Linked DNA regions of Macaca mulatta: region 2 is linked to region 1. Evidence: chromatin contacts called from public Hi-C data. All regions are on one chromosome and are shown on one strand. The core of a region is the stretch at or near the end of the contact, and the rest is flanking DNA. Distances in the headings are between cores, read along the strand shown.

What was found. Hi-C and Micro-C count contacts between places; a contact is called where the count stands out from the background.
Region 2: a Hi-C map of cortical neurons shows a contact between it and region 1, with 3 times the contacts expected there. The contact joins the promoter of BNIP1 here to the promoter of ATP6V0E1 in region 1. A contact is called at or near these places in 3 of 14 Hi-C or Micro-C datasets (CD4 T cells, cortical neurons and liver).

Annotation. Positions count from the first base shown.
Region 1 is chr6:181,862,308-181,868,518 of T2T-MMU8v2.0, forward strand. It overlaps ATP6V0E1 (ATPase H+ transporting V0 subunit e1), which reads left to right and starts at 4,828. Exons shown (of 4, transcript NM_001261126.1): 1 at 4,828-5,006. The coding sequence starts at 4,903.
Region 2 is chr6:182,024,792-182,030,911 of T2T-MMU8v2.0, forward strand. It overlaps BNIP1 (BCL2 interacting protein 1), which reads left to right and starts at 2,311. Exons shown (of 6, transcript XM_001096579.5): 1 at 2,311-2,410; 2 at 4,673-4,765. The coding sequence starts at 2,327.

The DNA.
Region 1 (6,211 bases), core at 3,578-6,077:
CACCTGAAGTCAGGAGTTCGAGACCATCCTGGCCAACATGGCAAAACCCCATCTCTACCAAAAATACAAAAAAAAAAAAAAAAATTAGCTGGGCATGTGGCACGTGCCTGTAATCCCAGTTACTCAGAAGCCTGAGGCAGAAGAATCACTTGAACTCAGGAGGTGGAGGTTGCAGTGAGCCGAGATTGCGCCATGGCACTCCAGCCTAGGCAACAAGAGCGAAACTCCGTCTCAAAAAAAAAAAAAAGAGTTACATCCTTGCACTTCCAGACATTGCTTCTCAAAGAGGCTGCCTAGAAGATAAAGCAAAGGTTAGACATAAAAATGGATCAATTTAAGACAAAAATGTGCATTTGTTTAAGAAATGGGAAAGAATTCACAATAACCAAAAAGTGCAAGCAACCCCAATGTCCATCGATGGATGAATGGATAAACAAAATGTGTTATATACACACATGGAATGTTATTCAGCCTTAAAAAGGAAGGGGACAGGCCGGGCGCGGTGGCTCATGCCTATAATCCCTGCACTCTGGGAGGCCGAGACGGACGGATCACGAGGTCAGGAGATTGAGACCATCCTGGCTAACACAGTGAAACCCCATCTCTACTAAAAAATACAAAAAATTAGCCAGGAGTGGTGGCGGATGCCTGTAGTCCCAGCTACTCGGGAGGCTGAGGCGGGAGAATGGGGTGAACTCGGGAGGCGGAGCTTGAAGTGAGCCAAGATCCTGCCACTGCATTCCAGCCTGGGCACACGCCACTGCACTCCAGCCTGGGCAACAGAGCGAGACTCTGTCTCAAAAAAAAAAAAAAAAAAAAAGACATTCTGATACTTGCACAACATGGATGAGTCTTAAGGATATTATGTTAAGTGAATAAGCCAGCCACAAAAGGACAAATGCTATATAATTCCTCTTGAAGGAACCTAGAGTAGTCAAACTCATAGAGACAGAAAGTAGAATGGTGTTTGCCATGGGCTAGGGGAGGGAATATGGGAGGTGGTTGTTTTGTTTGTTTGTTTTTTGAGACAGAGTCTTGCTTTGTCACCAGGCTGGAGTGCAGTGGTGTGATCACAGCTCACTGCAGCCTTTACCTCCTGGGCTCAAGCAATCCTCCCACCTCAGCCTCCGCAGTAGCTGGGACTACAGGCATGCACCATCATGCCCAGCTAGTTTTTGGTTTAAATTTTTTGTAGAGATGGGGGTCTCACCACTGTACCTGGCCAGAGGTGGTGGTTTAAGGGATATGAAGAAGTTCTGGGCTGGGCACAGTGGCTCACGCCTGTAATCTCAGCACTTTGGAAGGCCTAGGTGGGCAGATGACTTGAGCTGAAGAGATTGAGACCATCTGGGGCAACATGGCTAAACCCCATCTCTACAAAAAAATACAAAAAATTAGCAGGGCGTGGTGGTGCATGTCTATAGTCCCAGCTACTGGGAGGCTGAAGTGGGAGGATCACCTGAGCCTAGAAGGTTAAGGACTGGGTATGGTGGCTCACACCCCGTCTCCACTAAAAATACAAAACTTAGCTGGGTGTGGTGGCACACGCCTGTAGTCCCAGCTACTTGGGAGGCTGAGGCAGGAGAATCATTTGAACCCAGAAGGTGGAGGTTGCAGTGAGCCGAGACCACACCACTGCACTGCAACCTGGATGACAGCGAGACTCTATTTCTAAATAAATAAATAAAATAAAATAAAATAAAATAAAATAAAAAAGTTAAGATAGTAACTTTTATGTTACCCGTATTTTCCATTATTAAAAGGAAAGGGCCTGAATGCGGCAGCTCATACCTGTAATCCTAGCACTTTGGGAGGTCAAGGTAGGAGGGTCCCTTGAGGCAGGAGTTTGAGAACAGCCTGGGCAACATTGTGAAAACCCATCTCTACACACACACACACACACACAAGCACACACACACACAATTAGGCCGGCATAGTGGCATGCACCTGTAGTCCTAGCTACTCTGGAGGCTGAGGTGGGAAGATTCCTTGAGCCCGGGAGTTCAAGGCTGTAGTAAGCTATGATTGTACCACTACACTCCAGCCTGGGTGACAGAGCACGACTGTCTCAAAAAAAAGAAAGAAACGGGCCATGCGTGGTGGCTCACTCCTATTATCCCAGCACTTTGGGAGGCCGAGGCAAGCGGATCACTTGAGGTCAGGACTTTGAGACCAGACTGGCCAACATGGTGAAACCCCGTCTCTACTAAAAATACAAAAACAAAACAAACAAACAAACAAAAAAACCAGCCGGGTGTGGTGGAGGGCGCCGGTAATCCCAGCTACTCAGGAGGCTGACGCAGTAGAATCGCTTGAACCTGGGAGGTGGGGGTCGCAGTGAGCCAACGTTGTGCTACTGCACTCCAGCCGGGGCAACACAGCGAGATTCCACCCAAAAAAAAAAGAGAGAGAGAGAGAGGAAGGGAGGGAGGGAGGGAGGGAGGGAGAAATGAGCTGAAGTTCAAGTTAAAGTTCAAGTGGAAAGTAGAAATGAACTTCTTTCTCTAATTTTGTTCTGACTGACCTCACCCTTCTTAGCTACTCAATTCAATTGCACAATTATTTACTGAGCACATTCTATGTATAAAGTCCTCCCAGAAACAAAGATCAGTGAAACAGTGCCTATTCTCAAGGAGTTGGCCCTCTAGTAGAGCGTTGGTCAAGATACATATACAACAAGGCCAAAGAGATGCACTAGCAGGATGAAATAGGTCTTGGAGAAGGTGGTGCTTGGACTAGAACTTAAGGACCATAGGATTTCTGCTGGGGCTAAGTTTTGGGGAAGCATTATGAGCACAAAGGAGACAAATTAGTTTCCTACATTGCTGATCAGGTTAGAGGCTTAGAATCATGTCTGAAAAGTTGGTGCAGATGTTGAAGATTATTGGTCCAGTTTCCCATTTAATAACAGGAATCCATTCTACTTGATGAAAGAAATCAGGAGGTAACGCAATATGGCTATTGCAAGGAAACCATGGTCCCTGGTAAAGCACATTGCATTTATAGACCTGCTTTCTATCTTGCTTTCATCTGTAAGCTTTATCATCAAGCTCCTCAACCTCTCTGAGAACTGGCTTCCTTGTCTATTCCAAGCTTGGCGCATACTATAACTAACATGTGAAAATTCTCAGCAAGTGTTATAAGCCCTGTTTATCAGCTCAGCACGGTGGCTTATGCCAGTAATTGCAGCACTTTGGGAGGCTGAGGTGAAGGATCTCTTCAGGCCAGGAGTTTAAGACCTGCCGGGGCAACATAGCGAGGCTCTCTCTCTACAAAAAATTTTTAAAATTAGCCAGGTGTGGTGGTGCACACCTGTAGTCCCAGCTCCTCAGGAGGCTGAGGCAGAAGGATGGCTTGAGCCCAGGAGTTCCAGGCTGCAGTGAGCTATGGAGCACCACTGCACTTCAGCCTGGGTGACAGAGCAGGGCCCTGTCTCAAAAAAAAAAAAAAAAAAACAAAAGCAAACAAAACTGTTTTACTTTTTTGTTTTGTTTTTTTGAGGCAGAGTCTCACTCTGTTGCCCAGGCTGGAGTGCAGTGGTACAATCTCAGCTCACTGTAACCTCTGCCTCCCAGGGGTTCAAGCGATTCTCGTTCCTCAGCCTCCTGAGTGGCTGGGACTGCAGGTGCATACCTGGCCAATTTTTGTATTTTTAGTAGAGATGGGATTTCACCATGTTGCCCAGGCTGGTCTCGAACTACTGACCTCAGGTGATCTGCCCGCCTCATCCTCCTGAAGTGCTGGCATTACAGGTGTGAGCCACCACGAATGACCTGTTTTTCTTCTTACTATTCTGGCTAATTTCTACTTGTCTTTCAAGGCTCAGCGAGGACTAGTTGGGTGGAAAGCCTTGCAGGGTCGTCCACTTACTTTCACACGCATTGAGTGGCCTGTTTGCAAGGCCATCTGCTCCCCAGAATGTGAACTCCCTCAGGGGTGCCTGATTGACTTCTGTAACTCCAGAACCTGGCACAATGCACAAGATAAACAGTGGTGCACTAGTTAAGAGCTCTGGCCTTGAAAATCAGATCATCAGGGGTTGAATCCTGGCCTTGCCACTTACTATGTGACTTTGGGCAAGATCCTTAGTCTCCTCCCTGGGCCTCAGTTTCTTCAACTGCAAAGTGGGAATAATAATTACAATTACCTCATAGGCTGAAGTAAGGAGTTCAACACAGGTTCATGCACTTTCTTTTTTTCTTTTGAGACAGAGTCTTGCTCTGTCACCCAGGCTGGAGTGCAGTGGCAGGATCTCAGCTCTCTGCAACCTCCACTTCCCGAGGGTTCAAGCGATTCTCCTGCCTCAGCCTCCTGAGTACTGGGACCACAGGCGTGCGCCACCACACCCGGCTAATTTTTGTATTTTAGTAGACAGGGTTACACCATGTTGGCCAGGCTGGTCTCGAACTCCTGACCTCAAGTGATCCGCCTGCCTCAACCTCCCAAAGTGCTGGGATTACAGGCGTGAGCCCCCGCCCCCGGCCTTGGGTTCATGAACTTAAAGATCATGACCCAATGCCAGGCACACGGGAATTCAGAATAGTAATACAGAACTATTGTTAAGTTCTCTATGTCTGTTGCATAAGTAGACGAGGCTGTAAATAACTACACTCTTTGTCTAAAAGGGCCAAGTTCGCATCAGAACACTTTCCTGAGCCCGTGGTGACCGAACCCCTGGCTCTGGGGTGAGCGACATGCCTCTAAGGAGCTGCAGCCAGGAGACAGCCAGGCGAAGGCGGGGCTCTGCCTCCGGGCTCCTCGAGGGGCGGAGGCCGGCGCGCAGGTCACGTAGGGGCGCGGGAGGCGGGGCCTGCGCACGCTGGTCACGTGGTCAGCTATTGACACTTCCTGGTGGGATCCGAGTGAGGCGGCGGGGTAGGGGCAGGCGCTCAGGCGGTGACCATGGCGTATCAAGGCCTCACGGTGCCTCTCATTGTGATGAGCGTGTTCTGGGGCTTCGTCGGCTTCTTGGTGCCTTGGTTCATCCCTAAGGGTCCTAACCGGGGGTAAGTGCACGAGGCCCGCCTTGGGAGGAACGCGCGGTGAGGAGCGAGCAGGCCGGGGCGGGGGAAAGCACGATCCCCACACGGGTCAGAGAACGTTGCATGGGCGCCCCCCGCGCTGCAGAGTCAGGCCCTCGCCCCGGCGGAACTCTTTGTGTTCCTTTTCGCAGCAGCTTCAGTGTCCTCCGGCCTGAGCGAGTGGAGGGTGACCTTTGGTGGACCTTCCTTGGAAACGAGTTTCAGGGGAATTTTTTTCTCATCATAGTCCTGTGTGGGGAGGTGCAGTCGGAAATGAGCAGGCCGAATCTGGGAGACACTGGGGCTTGTCCCCAGTCGACTCTTCCCCCTTTAGCCCTGCCTTCCACCCACATGAGGCCTCGTTTGCCTGAACTTAAGGATCAAATAAATAAAACAGAAATTGCCCCCCTGCCTCCCATGCTGTTGCGTACAGAACAAGCTCGTTGGACGACATTGAGCCCAGGCTTGCATCTAGTGGGCTCCAGGAGGCGGTTGGGGCCTGATCTAAAGCGAGATTAATTACCAAAGAGCAGGAGGTATTGTTGAGAAAGCTGCGTCATACCTTTTGGAGGGCGCTCCGGCCCTTGTATGTGAGTGTGAGAAATCCTTAGAATGATTGGCTAGGAAAGATTTTTTTTTTTTTTCAGACTTCTTTGTTGGATAGAGCTTTGTCTATTTTGGAATTAAACTTTTTAACCGTAGTATAAAATGAGCCTTAATCTTCAAAGGAGCCTTGGAACGCCCTCTTTCTGGTTCCTCTTTTGCTTTTTAGTCATTTTTTTCTCAGTTCAAGATGATGAGAGGTGAAACTTCGACTGAAGTCAGTTTGTCAGAAACACCATCTCTTGCTTTATTCCTTCAACTTAATTGGTGGCTTCATAGTGCCTGGTTTTCACAGTACCTTGTATGCACAGGAGGCACCCAGTAAATACCTGTTGAGTGGATAGTTCTACTGTCTTTATTAAAAGAAAAAGATTTGTGGCCGGGCGCGGTGGCTCACGCCTGTAGTCCTAGCACTTTGGGAGGCCGAGGCGGGCGGATCACCAGGTCAGGAGATCGAGACCAGTCTGGCTAAGATGGTGAAACCCCGTCTCTACTAAAAATACAAAAAATTAGCCGGGCGTGGTGGCGGGCGCCTGTAGTCCCAGCTACTTGGGAGGCTGAGGCCAGAGAATGGCGTGAACCCGGGA
Region 2 (6,120 bases), core at 1,061-3,560, 160 kb after region 1:
TAAATAGTATTGGAATAACTGAGTAACCTCCCGAAAAAGTAAAATTGGGTGTATATCTCACACCATAAGCCAACATATATTTCAAAATAGATAAAGATCTAAGTGTAAAAAAAAAAAAGTCACAAAAAACCACCCATAAAAACACTATAAGGAAATGTGGGCAATTCCTTTAAATCCCTGTAAGTGGAGAAGGCTTTTCCAACTTGGACCCTGAATCCAGGAATCATAAATGAAGATTGATAAATTCAGTGTAAAACAAGATTAACAAAATGTTTAATACCAAAACACCATAAGCCAAATCAAAATTCTATAGACTTTTTAAGGCTGTAGATGTCTTAAAAAAAAAAAATGAAAATAGAAAAGCTTTGAAACTCATCTCTAAGGACTAATCCTCCTAATATATGGAGTTCCTGGGAACGGATATGAAAACCAACAACCCAATAGAACAAGGAGCAGACAACAGAATAAATACAAATAGCTCTGAAGCATAGGTAGAGTTTCTCAGCCTCCTTCATGGTCAGATAAGTGCAAACTAAAGAAGCCCTTTTCACCTAATCAGATCGGCAAAACTTCCAATGTTTGTTAACCTATCATGTTGACGAGGCCACGGGAAACGGGCATTTATGCCATGTTGCTGGAGGGAGTTTGGATTGACATAATCCCTAGGAAGAGCAATTTGGTAATACGTCAGAATTTTTAAATGCATATATCCTTTGACCTAGCAACTCCATTTGCTGTGGGCAAGTCATTATTCCTCTCTGCCCCGTTTTTATCTCACAGAGTTGTGAGACTTAAGCGAGACACACATGAAGCACTTAGTACAAAGTTCCTGGCACATAGGAAGTGCTCCCAAAATGTTGGCTAGTAGTAGAATAACAGCAGCTAACGGGCACTGAGATCTTACCATATGCCACATTAGCACACTGTGCTTGGTGCTTTTCATGTATTATCTCATTTAATTATCCAATCTGTGAAGTAGGTGCTATTGATTATCACCAGTTAGCCTCTGAGGAGACTGAAGCACAGGCATGCAGTGCTGTGGACAGGATTTGAGCCCAGGCAGATGCCAAGCCTGGGATACACTGCCTCTCTATTAGGTGCAGTGGGGTGATGAATACCTTACGAGAGGGTGTGTAGAGGCCTGTAGGAACACAGACAAGCACAGAGCCCTGCTTACAACAGGTGGGAGCCATATTGATTTTTTGGGGAAAAGATGGCTTTCAGTAGAGGCTGTGCCACTTTCAAGATAGGTAATCTTGCGACAGGGTTGATTGGTGGTTATTTTAATCTACTTTCAGCTCATCTCCTGAAGTGTGATACTAGTGTAGTGCAATTTCAAGGGTGGTTGTGAGGATTAAGAGAGATGAACATTCAGGTCCTAAGCATTTAGGTCCTCACAATCTATTCTTGCTGAAGTGACCTGAACAAAAGCAGATGGAGTGGGGTCGAGTCGGGGAAAAGCTTTCCAGGGAGAGGGAACACCACATTCTAAGGCTACACATCCAGAAAGAGCTTGAGCAATCCAGGAAGGGCGCAGGGTGGGGTGGCTGATGACCTTGAGGACCAGCTAAGAAACTTGGATTATTTACTAACAAAAATAAAAGAGCCACCATTTGTTGAGGGTTTCCTCTGACATTTCCATCAAAACTACGTAAATCCATCAAAACTACGTAAATCCATCAAAACTACCCCAGCAAGGTAGATTTAATAAATCCAGTTGTATACAAAAGGGAACCACCAGAAGCCATAGAAGGGCTGCATACAGGGAGGCGACTTGATCAATTTCGTGTTTTACAAAGATCCCTCAGATCATGTGTTGGAGTGATAGGAAGTACTCTACTGACTCTACTGAACTCCATACTTTAAAAAATACATAACATTTATCATTTTCTCTTTTACTCCACAATTTATACTCACTGTAGAAAATATTAAAAATATAAGAAAGTTTGAAGAAACAAAAAATTGTCACTTGTACTTTCCAGAGACATCTCAATTGATACTTTTCTTCCAGTCTTTTTTTTCTATGCAAAAAATACATAGTTATTAGAATGCCTGACAGAAGGAAGATGGAAAGAGACCACTGTGAAGCATTATTGATATTCCCTCTTCTCTTCCTCTCCATGGTATTAAGGCCATACCAAGAGGAGAGGCTGATTTCCCTACACGTGTCAGGGAAAGTCCCAACTCTGCGGCAGGGACCCAAGCTTGCCATTTTCGCCGGTCTCTAGGGGGCGCTGCCCCGAGACTGGGCGGGGAGGGCGAGAAGGCGGTGCGAAAACGCGTTTGAACTTGGGCCCTGCCGCCGCCCGTAACCGGCGTCCCCAACATGGCGGCTCCCCAAGATGTCCACGTCCGGATCTGTAACCAAGAGATTGTCAAATTTGACCTGGAGGTGAAGGCGCTTATTCAGGTACTGATCCCGGGACCCCTGCCAGGCTCCAGCAGCCCTAACCCAAGCTCTGCTGGTCTGTGAGCTCGGTAGTGTCACTCCCGAACTTTCCCCACTTGGTTTCCCAGGCCACCGGCTCCGCCCCATGACCGGCTACCCGCCCTGGTCCCCATTTGGTTGTGTCCCCGTGACTGCTGGCCTTGATCCTTTTTCCGGGTGCCGCCGGATCGCCCATCTCCAGAGCACCCAACTGTTCTCCGCCCCTGACCCAGCTACTGCTTCGAGGCTCGGCTTTGCCACTTCCACTTGCAGTCCTGGTCGTCGCTCCGCCCCTGACCTCCTCACAACCTACCTGCCACCCTGCTTGGCCCCGCCCTCTGACGCTGCTTCCCCATTCTCTGGTAGCGCCCGGTAGGCAGCTAGCCCCGCCCCCTGCTGGCCAGCTCCCCTGGCATCCAAGGGCACCTGGCTCGGGAGGCACCAGGTGAAACGAATGTAACCTGGACCGTAGTTGTGATTTTATGCTTGAGGAAATCGAATACGGCGCCAAGGCCTAGGTTAGAAGGCAGGCCTGGGTCAATGGCAAAACTGGGACCTGGACTGGGAAAGTCAACCTAGGAATAACACCTTAGAGTGTTACCCCGTTTGAACAGAGAGGAAATGAGGTGTTTTCGCCTTAAGCCATTTAAGGGTAGAGGTAAAATAAACGAGTTGACGTAGACAAGAATTAGGAATGTAGACACGGTTCCATGAGTTTAGCAAAAAGAAACCAAGAGTTTTAAACCTTGTTTTTTTGTTTTGTTTTGTTTTGTTTTTTGTTTTTGTTTGTTTTTGAGACGGAGTCTCGCTCTGTCGCTCAGGCTGGAGCGCAGTGGCGCGATCTACTCACTGCAAGCTCTGCCTCCCGGCTTCATGGCATTCTCCTGCCTCAGCCTCCCGAGTAGCTGGGACTACAGGGGCCCGCCACCACGCCCAGCTCATTTTTGTATTTTGTTTAGTAGAGACGGGGTTTCGCCGTGTTAGCCAGGATGGTCTTGATCTCCTGACTTCGTGATTTGCCCGCCTCGGCCTCCCAAAGTGCTGGGATTACAGGTGTGAACCACTGCGCCCGGCCTAAACCTTGGTTTTTAAAGCAAATCATTTTCAACAAAGTCACTAAACATTAGATGTAGACTCAGAGTTTGTAACGAGGGGTGGCAAAAAGTGCAGGAAAGTAGGGCTCCCCAGATAAACCAGATGCAGAATAAACCAAATTAGATGCAGAATAAACAAATATGGTGCAAAGAAGTGTGATTAAATTAATAACCAGAGAAAAAGTGAAATTTGATGCAGATATTTAAAACTTCTCGAACTTCACTTCTCTGATGTATACATTACAAAACTTCTGGGCCAGTTATAGAAAAATAAACTTAGGTTTCATACAAATGAAATCACATTTTCACATAATCTAAATTGCTTAGGCACCCTTCTGTACTCTTTCTAACATTTGGGTTCTTGTGATTGCTGATGAGAAAGATTGATTATAGCTGGATGTAGTGCACCCTTACTGTGTTCCAGCAGCTCTGCTAAGTGCTTTACATACACACATAATCTATGATGTTCTCTGAGGTAAGTAGGGTTGTGATGAGGAAACTGAGACACAGAGAATTTAAATAACTTTCCAGGTAACTTTACACAGCTAATAAGTTGCTACAGCCAGGATTCGAATCCACATGGTCTGTCTCCAGAGCCTGCTCTGAAAACTGGCACCAGTAATTCTGAATGTCCAGCAACAGATTCTAAATCTGCCCTTAAACATGTTTATATAAACACTCTAAATATCACTGACGGTTTGTAAAATCACACTGAAAAAGTTAATCTCATCATATGAGGCCAGATCTTTAAACATCCTCATCTTACAAGTTGAAAGGATCTAAGGTTCTAAAGTTATAGTATTACTTTCGCATGTCCATTCTTGTTGGGCATATAAGCTGTTTTAAGCTTTTTCATACTGGCCAGGTAATGTTTTGTTAAAATTTAGGCACTAAAAATTAGGTCAAAGCAGTTGTGTTTCTTTCTAGGCTTTTATATTAATTCAACATTAATCTAAAGAGGAATGAGAAAAATGCCAATGATAATGTTTTTGCTTGTGTTGCAGAGGTAAACAGCAAAGATCAGGATGAATTATAGTCAGTATCAGTACATTAATATTAGTTGGTCTAAACCAACTCTCTCACTGTATGGATGGTGTCATTTCATTTCATTGCCTTAAGAAAGGCCTTTCATCTGTTCAATGTCTCCTAGGATATCCGTGATTGTTCAGGACCCTTAAGTGCTCTTACTGAACTGAACACTAAAGTAAAAGAGAAATTTCAACAGTTGCGTCACAGAATACAGGTGGGTATTCTCAGAACTGAGATGCTGAGTATCTGTCAATGAAGGGGGCTCAGTCCTGGGTGTATCCTCTGCTTGAGAGCCGTCTGGGTTCTTCAAACACCAGCTGATGGGAGCAGTAAACACTTAAGACAGTGAGGGTGACTCTGTACTAACCTGCTGTCCAGGTAAAAACGAGAAACTTTTGCGTGCAGAACACTGCCAGCTGTGTCAACAAGTGGATGGCAGGAACACCATTATCCTTGGAATTTTTGAAACCCTGAGGCCACTTCAAATACTTTCTCTTCTCTACCTTCTTTCTACCCTATTCATTTGTTCACTACCTCAATCCATCACACTCCTGGGTTTTGTTTTTTTTTTTTTTTAATGCTGTTACTTTGCTCAGCATCTTCCTTATTTCAGTAGTCACCAGTCACATCATGTACACATTCAATATGCCTGAATTCAACTGTGGTATATGTGCTGTCTCAGAAAACACTAGAGGGTGACAAGTAGCAGTTTCGTTTGTTTGTTTTATTTATTTCATGTTTTATTCTTATTACACTGGGCTGGGCAAAGGGTTGTGTACCACTGTATAGATCATGTTATTCTGTTGCTTTCATTTTTGAAAATGAAAATGAGGCCAGTAGTTTGAGAACAGCCTGGCCAACATGGCAAAACCCCATCTCTACTAAAAATGCAAAAATTAGCTGGGCATGGTGGCACATGCCTGTAATCCCAGCTACTTGGGAGGCTGACGCAGGAGAATCACTTGAACCCAGGAGGCAGAGGTTGAAGTGAGCTGAGATCATGCCACTGCACTCTAGCCTGGGTGACAGAGCAAGACTCTGTCTCAAAAAAAGACCAATTTTTTTTTTTTTTTTTTTAATAGAGATGGAGTCTCACTATGTTGCTTGGGCTGGTCTTAAGCTCCTGGGCTCAAGCAATCCTCCTGCCTCAGCCTCTGAAAGTGCTGGGATTACAGGCATAAGCCCAGACTATTGTGTTGCCTTCAGACAGAATTGGGATTTGGGTTCTAATTGTTTCCAAGTTCAGGATCTAGATCAGAATCAGACGACAAAGACCACTGTTTTGTGGGTCTAGGGGCTGCTGAGAAAAAGCCAGGAAACAGGTATAGAGCTGACTATGGAGGGCTCATGTTTCAAGGCTCCCATCTGGGCATCCAAGGATCCTGCATGCAGCTCATAGGTAGAGGGGCCCACAGCAGCCCCTCAAAGTAAAACAGGGATGGCACAGGCCTAGAGCTGGAACTCAGGAGTTGGAAGGATGACTGCGTCTGTACACCTAAAAAGATGTTGTCCATCTGTATCCTGGAATCCTGTGTAGGCCCTCTCCATGAGGACAGGAACAGGGTTGGC